2 separate regions of the Gossypium arboreum genome follow, and region 2 is linked to region 1. The links are chromatin contacts, called in public Hi-C maps. All regions are on one chromosome and are shown on one strand. The core of a region is the stretch at or near the end of the contact, and the rest is flanking DNA. Distances in the headings are between cores, read along the strand shown. Region 1 has its middle 19 kb from the start of LOC128292202. Region 2 holds the start of LOC108458199.

What was found. A called contact is a pair of places that touch in the nucleus more often than the background predicts.
Region 2: a Hi-C map of leaf shows a contact between it and region 1, with 2.2 times the contacts expected there. The contact joins the promoter of LOC108458199 here to the enhancer-like site in region 1. A contact is called at or near these places in 3 of 5 Hi-C or Micro-C datasets (all in leaf).

Annotation. Positions count from the first base shown.
Region 1 is chr4:16,020,807-16,024,659 of ASM2569848v2, forward strand. No RefSeq gene overlaps it. Among protein-coding and RNA genes, the nearest start is that of LOC128292202, 19 kb to the left of the region's middle. Within about 2 kb of position 1,760, at least 2 of the 2 cell types and tissues checked have an H3K27ac peak or open chromatin away from gene starts, as enhancers often do. A contact at or near this core is called in leaf, where this site is marked.
Region 2 is chr4:16,081,037-16,084,889 of ASM2569848v2, forward strand. LOC108458199 reads right to left here and starts at 2,252. Exons shown (of 3, transcript XM_053026578.1): 1 at 2,103-2,252; 2 at 1,249-1,496; 3 at 196-535. The coding sequence starts at 1,493. The coding sequence ends at 1,260.

The sequences.
Region 1 (3,853 bases), core at 510-3,009:
ACACACTTGTGGCATGCTTGAGTGACCTTTGTAATTAGTGGGTTCTACTAAATTGAATGTATTTGAAGCACCGAATTACACTTTCCAATTCTACGGGGCCGACGAGAATTGAAGTAATTACAAATAATTACAGTCAAATTCAATTATCTTATGACTTTTCAAACATGAATGTTCATGATTTAAGTTAGAAAAGATATTTTTATACAATACTACTATTTTAATTTTAGGATATATATACATATATTTTAAAATATATTTATATATTATTTTACTAATATGGTTTAAATAATTAGAAATTTCTATTGATGAGAGATAATTTCTCATGCATTTTGACCTACTACATAGTTAACTAAATTACATAGTATTTACTACAAATTATTTATATTAAATTATATGGTATTTATTATTAATTATTTATACTTGGTAAATGATCTATCAATAATAGCAATGAGTATGTGTTTAATATTAAAGAGAGAATAACTCAACAAATATGGAGTGATAGAGTAATTAGATGAAATTACTTATAAGGTTTATTTTTCTTGTTAATTTTACTAGCAATCATATTGTCACATGCTTTTTTTTTAGGACAAATGTATTATATACAATGGTTTGATTTTAAGTTTTGTTACTTATTTAGAGAATTTTTTCTCAAGTATTATTTATAATTTTATAATAATTAATATGTTTTTAAAATTTAGGATTATACAATCGTGTAATTACAATTTATACTACCAAAACATAAGAAAATACTATGTAATTATTGTCTATTAGTGAAACACATTTAGGGATTAGAATTCCTTGTAATAACAAGAGAGTGTAATTATTATTCATCCAATTAACCTATGATGTCCAAATACAAATTGAATTATATTTATAAGTTTTATTAAAAATGAGGTGTAAATCTCATAAATTAGTTATATATATATTATTATAGTTTTGTAATTTAAAATTTTTAACAAAGTTCAGTAAAGTAAACTTCTATCATCATAATCACTTTTTGCCCTTGCGCAAATGGGCTTTCATTTTAGGGGTTTTTCTCCACAAATTTGTGCCTTTAGTTGGGCTTTGGTATTATGTCCTAAACCAGACTTTGATATCTAATGGGCTTCTTAATAGGTGGTTTTTTACTTTTTTGTGTTAGCATTTTTAGTCATGGAGATTCTATACTCTTTGAATAATGATAAAATTACGATTACTGTTAGTGGTGGTAAAGAAAAATACATTTGGACAAACATATTAAAATCAGAAATTAATTCTCATGTTGTTATAGGGAACCAAATGATTATTCAAACCTAACTCCCTAAGTAACACATATGGCCAATAAAATGATTGATAACGACAACATCTAGGGCCACCTTCAATATTCAAAATTATATAGAGAGAGGCTAGAGACAAGATAATGAGCAAGAAGGAAAAAATCCCTTCTTAAGTCCCTTAGTAATTGAGGGTCCCAAAAAACCCTAATTTTGATATGCACTCAATGTCCCACTTGCACAAGGCACACCACATTGAAAGATATAGGGATAGAGAGGGTAGGGTAGGGTAGGGTAGGGGAATGTCCCTTAGCACTAATTGAATTGTCCTTTTATATATATGAAAGACCCTCCTAATTGAGATCCCATGTGCCATTCACAAAACCAACAAATGAGTACCTCTGAATACCTTACCTTATCATTTATAAACCCCTCCCCCTCTCTTTATCATACACTTTATTTTTAGGGTTTGCTCATTTTTTTCCAAGTATTTATATCCAAACATGAATATAAGATATGGTGTATCAGTGATTTTCCAAATAAATAAAAATCTTGAATACCTGTATTTAGCCCTTATACCTAAGCCAAATAACATAATCTTAGAGCTAGCTAGAGTATCATTAAAATCAAAGTGATGACAGCTGAAAGAAAAGATATAATATATATTTAAATGTGTGTGTGACAAGGATCATTTACTATGTTAGTATTAGTGAATTAATATTTTGCTACATCTGGTTCAAATTATGGGGCAGAAGAAGCAATGAAATTTGTTTTTCATCTTAGAAAGAATAATGATATTCCAGTGGATATGTGGTCCAAACTTCATGCATTCAATAAAAAGAATAGTTGTGTACAGATTAGAAGTTGTAGGACCACCAGATGATAATTTCAAATGAATAGAAAGCATAACAATTCAAAATTATAAATAAATTTAATATTGAAATATTACTAAGGCTCAAAACTCTTAATTTGTCGATAGTAATTAGTTTAATTCAACATCTTATATATTTTCTTTATCAATAAATAGTGTTCCTGTCTATTTCACTGTCTGAAACAAATTCTATTCAACTTAAAATAGTATTTAAGTAAAATTAATGATTTCAATTTTCAAACTCAATCCAAATGTATTATCTTATATATTTTTAAAAGAATTAAATATATTTGTATATGCTGGTTGAGTTTTAGTTTCATTAACATCGGTATTGTTGCTAGCGTAAAAGAACATGGATTCAAGTGCGCTGAAGCACATTTTCTTCTTTTTCAAACATTGTTGATTTAAATTCTTATTATAAGATAAAACATACTATTCAAATCACCACAACAGTCTCTCAAAAACCAAGCACAACGTCGAAAGAAGCTGATAATTGGAAAAATAAAGCCTATTAAAACAATATTGTCACTATGAATATAGATAATAATTAAAGAAATATAGAAACCCAAATTCCATATATATATATATATATATATATATTATTAAAGAGTTCATAGGTTTCCATAGTCTGTCTCGGCTTCATCCATTTTACTTCATTATCAATATTCAGACTTTCTTGTCCAAATCAAAAATTTAGCAGAAACCCTACTTCCATATATGAAAGCTTTGAGGCATGGAGGGAGTAAATATTTTTGGTTGGTGGGGTCTTTACAGCATAGCAACATGGAAAAATAAAAAGGGTGCACCTTGCATGTGGTCCACTATGCTTCAATTGTTTGGACAATATCTAGCACCATACATCATGATGATCTGGAGAGGTCAATTGAGAGACCCCTCATATGCTTCTTATTTATTTCTGGAGAAATTATACCCTTTAATGTTGTTGCACACCCCTCATAATTAAATCATACAGATATCCTAAAACTCTATGCCTGCTTAGTGGATATTAAGCACCTCAATCTTACTCCAAAAAATATCGTGGCATAAAGATGACTGATATACCACGACCTTGAATAGGATTGATTATGAACAAAAAAAAATAATGTCTATAAAGAGAAATGAGAAATCTTTTTATTTGACCGTGCGAAGGGTTAGAAAATCATCACAATGGAAACACAACAATTCTCACTTTTTCTTGTAAGGAACTAACTAGATAATGATAAGACTTGGAGACAGCAGCTGCACTAAAACTGACACAATAAGCTAAAACTTCACTTATATATGATAAAATTATAAATTTCTGAGTGACACGAAATTGATCCTGTGGGGATTAAGGTAAACCCTAAACTAATAATCAAGTTCTAATTTATTTTTAAAATATTGTATTAATCACAAGATGATAAATAAAAGAGTTTTTGATGTAAGAGAAGGAACATGAATGGACCACAAACCTTGATTAAAATAGGCAAATAACAAATAAAATTATTATTACTTACCCACCTAAGTTGTTGGGAATTTCTAAGAATGGATAGCTGACCCACTCCTAGTTAAAACCTTTTGCATGTGTTTGGTTGCTCCGAAAATGAAATATATTCTCTCTTTTTTAAAAAATAAAATAAAATGTATACGTTTTCTTTGATAATTTAACATCTCCGAATTTATATAAATAAAACTCAAAATAAAATTTTCTATTATATTTAAGGTCTCTCCCCCTCTCAAACCAGAGATA
Region 2 (3,853 bases), core at 1,002-3,501, 61 kb after region 1:
TATTCATGCATGTTTAGTTCTATCATCTAAGAATGCTGCATCAACTGTGCATTATAGGTTTTTGGATCTGATTTGGGTTATAGAAGCACGATTAGGAACGCCAATGGTACCTTTAAATATTTCCACCCATACTTGCCTTAAACTCAAACTTAACTTTGGTTCTAGCATCAGAATCCAATCCCAAAATGGAAAAAATTCACCAGAAATCAAACCACCCCACCCCCAAACTTGAACTCCATTTTCAAATATCATGTTCATACAGCAGCAATTAATAGAAATTCCAGGCACAATAAACTGTATATTTCAAAATGACAGCGTAAAGTCTCCAAATTATACAAATGCTAGAGCTATCAAGTTATCACATTTCCAGGTTCGATAAAATCCCATCATGAAACCTCAAATTCAATTTTAAAAGGAGGTGGGATACAAACTTAAGTGTAAAACAGATACATCACCTAATTTTTGAACTGACTGCTTCCGTCTTACACAACCTTCGGCAAATTCCTATGCTCCATATTCGACTTCATGCGTTCTGCTAATAATTAACAGATAAGGAATCACATTCTAAGAATATCAGGAGACGCGCATGCTTAAGAATATCAGGAATCACAAAGGTGAAATCTGTGGCATGCTTAAGATTGAAAAGGGAAGCGAACAATAATTCTCAAATAACCAAATAGGAAGCAACAGAAAAGCATGAAGATACAAATGTAGTTATCCTCTTTTCTCTGTGATGGATAGCCAATTCAAACAATCAATTTATTTACTTAATTTACATGTCCTGGTAAAATTAACAGAAATTTATCAGACCTGGAAAAAGGTTTGAAAGGCAGCTTCCGCCATTCCTGCTCTGGCCTACTCAACGTTTTGGTCAAGTAATACATTATAGAACTTGCAGTGTTAAAAAGATCTTATTCAAACTTCATAAGTTTCGGGTGTGTAATTCAACAATGGTAATCAGAAAAATTAATCTAAGACTAAGAGTTTCCCTTTTCACAATATATTCAACCAATTAATAGGTTTAGAAATAACTAATAATCATTCAGCTTAAGTTTCAGACACCTATTCATCACACCATTTTAAATCCATGTAATTTGTAGAAATCAGAAAACAAAACCGACTAAAACGGTCATCACAACTAATAAACAAGTTCTTGAATGCAAAAAAAAAAAAAAAAAACAAGGGGCATCTGTTTGAGAACCTAATACAAATTCAACCAATCATCAGCCATAGACATAAACATCTTACCTAGCGGAGCATCAACCAGAAACTAGCTTAACAAAAATGCAGATTGCATTAAGTAGTATGAGAGGAACTCTCATGTATTGAGTGGCGTAAATGAGACCAATAAGTTGCCCTTTAAATGACTTTGTACGCCCTGCAGAGAAATCCGAGAAACTCCATCCTCTGGGAGCAAGAAAACGATCCTCATTTAATATTGCCAAAGCATTTGCAAGAAGCAAAAATCCTTCTAATAACGTCCACAAGCCCATTTTCTGCATATTAAAGGGTTTCTATTAATCTTCAACCAACTTCTAAAACTTTTCACACAAAAGCGTAGCCATGAAGATAAAGAAAAATCCATCAATTATGAATCCGGAAAACAAAACAGAAATAACATAAAGATTCTTAAAACGCAGCAGGCATAAGTAACTAAAAAACCGATTACAGCATCTTCAGTTTCAGCTAGAATAAACTTCTAAATGCAAACATAACATCAACGATAATTGAGTTCATTTTGATTTCTAGAACACCAATAAGGTGATTTAGTAAAACCCCATATTCCATAAGCAAGCTATGGAAAAGAGGGTAAACTCAGAAAAGCAGATCAAAGGGATTCCGATGTTGACTAAAAATTAAAACCCATTCGAAAAATAAATACTTTGTTGGATTTAGAGGGACTAGATCCATGGGTTCTTATCTATATATAGAAAACAAAAACATAATAAACAACTTAAAATCTATGGAATTTGAAGGGAAACAAAAAGCAGATCATGATTTCTAAATAAAAAGACCATGTTTAAACATTGAACAATACAAAGCATCAGAATGAAAGAGATTAAAGGGAACATTGAGAAAATAAATAAAGAATTAAAGGTTACATGCAAAAGAAGTGAAGATATGGGTGCTGCAGATTGAGAGAGCTGGTTCCTTCCTTGCAACTGTAAATAGATTCGACATTTAGAAAAGGAAAAGGACCCGTAAATAAATCCGGTTTGAAATGGGTCGGTTCGGATCCATCAAGGCACAAAAGGGTAGTACTTTTAAGACCAAACACCCAAAATGTATTTTCCCCCTACTACCCAAAGCCCAAATGTATGGTTTCTTTTTTATGTACCGATATATTAACCTGTATTTAATGGCACTAAAATAATATTAAAGAAAATTGGAAATAATAAATTATATAAGTAATTCATTAATACAAAAAGGCTTAAATAAAAAATCGGTACTTGTCCATTTCTCCTAAATTGATACTTAAGATTTTTTTTCCTAGGTTAATACCCGAACTTTTTTTTTGTCAACTAAATTAGAACTCGAATGTAATTCGTTCGTTTTTTTATAATGTGGCAACTGGTTAATCGTTAGGCGTCAAGTGGAGTCCTATTTGGCAATGATTGGGTCTTCTTTTTTTTCCTTGGAAAATAAAAATTAAATACTTTTTTTCATTAATTATAATAAAAATTACCTTAAATCATTTCACCCGATTATTTAACATTCTATTCTTTTTATTTTTTTCTACCTATTCATCATTTTCTAATATTTTTGTTAATATTCTTTTAGGGTTTATCCTGATAACACGCCCAATTCCCATAACTAGAGTCGAAGAAGAAAATAAGGAAAAATGGCTTCATCAACCAACAAAAAAATCAAGTGGTCAAATGAGGTTGTGTACTATCATTGTGGGTTAAGAGCTCCTGTTTGCAACGTGAATACTCCACGGAACAAAGGGAGAAAATTATTTAGGTGTGTGAAGTTCAAAAATGTAAAAGTTTGAATTTTAATTGTTGGGTTGAAGGAAATTAGGGTTTGTGCATTGGTTGTGTACTACCATTGTTGTGTGTGCAAAAAAACAAAAGGCTTTGTGATTTTGGTTGAATATTTTGTGTAATTTAGGGTTTAGTGTTTTAACATGTTTTGGAAATAAATTTGAATTATTTTGTTTCAAGTTGGAAATATGTAAATTTTACCTTAGTTACACATATAAGCTCTATTTTTTTTTTTGTTCTATGTGAGAAAGGAAAACTGAGGGTTGTGATTTTTACCAATGGGTTAAATTTAACGGTAACAATATGAATTCAATAGGAGAAGAACAGGGATGCATAATTGATAAAATAATTTTGCAAAATAAGATGTTGTTGACAGAGAATGGGAGATTAAGATTTAAGAACAATGAGCTCAATATAAAAGAAATGCAAAGAATGCGATTAAAGGTAACTCGTTCAAAAGAAAAGATCACATTGTACAAGGCTAATATGTCAAGAAATAACAAAGTAATATTTGCTTATAAGATGTTAATTGTATCATGGATGGTGTTCCGGGTATGTTGCTTATGGATAGTGATTTGTTGTCTATGTATTTGTTGCACTTATGAGTTTTTGTGCCAATATGAGTGAGATTTTTCTCAATTCCTCATATTTTTATTTCACTATAAATACTTAACACTCTCTTTGCTTTTATCCCTTTCTATGCTTTTATCACACTCGCAATGCTTCTGTGTCAAGCTTATAGAAGCTTCTTTCCTTAAGTTGTCTGTTGGTAAGTTCTTAAATTCCTCTTTAAGTTTACCAGATAGAAAGGAGTTGTTGTAAGAGCTATTCAGCAGGGCTTTCATTTGAATACTACATAGGAAGGA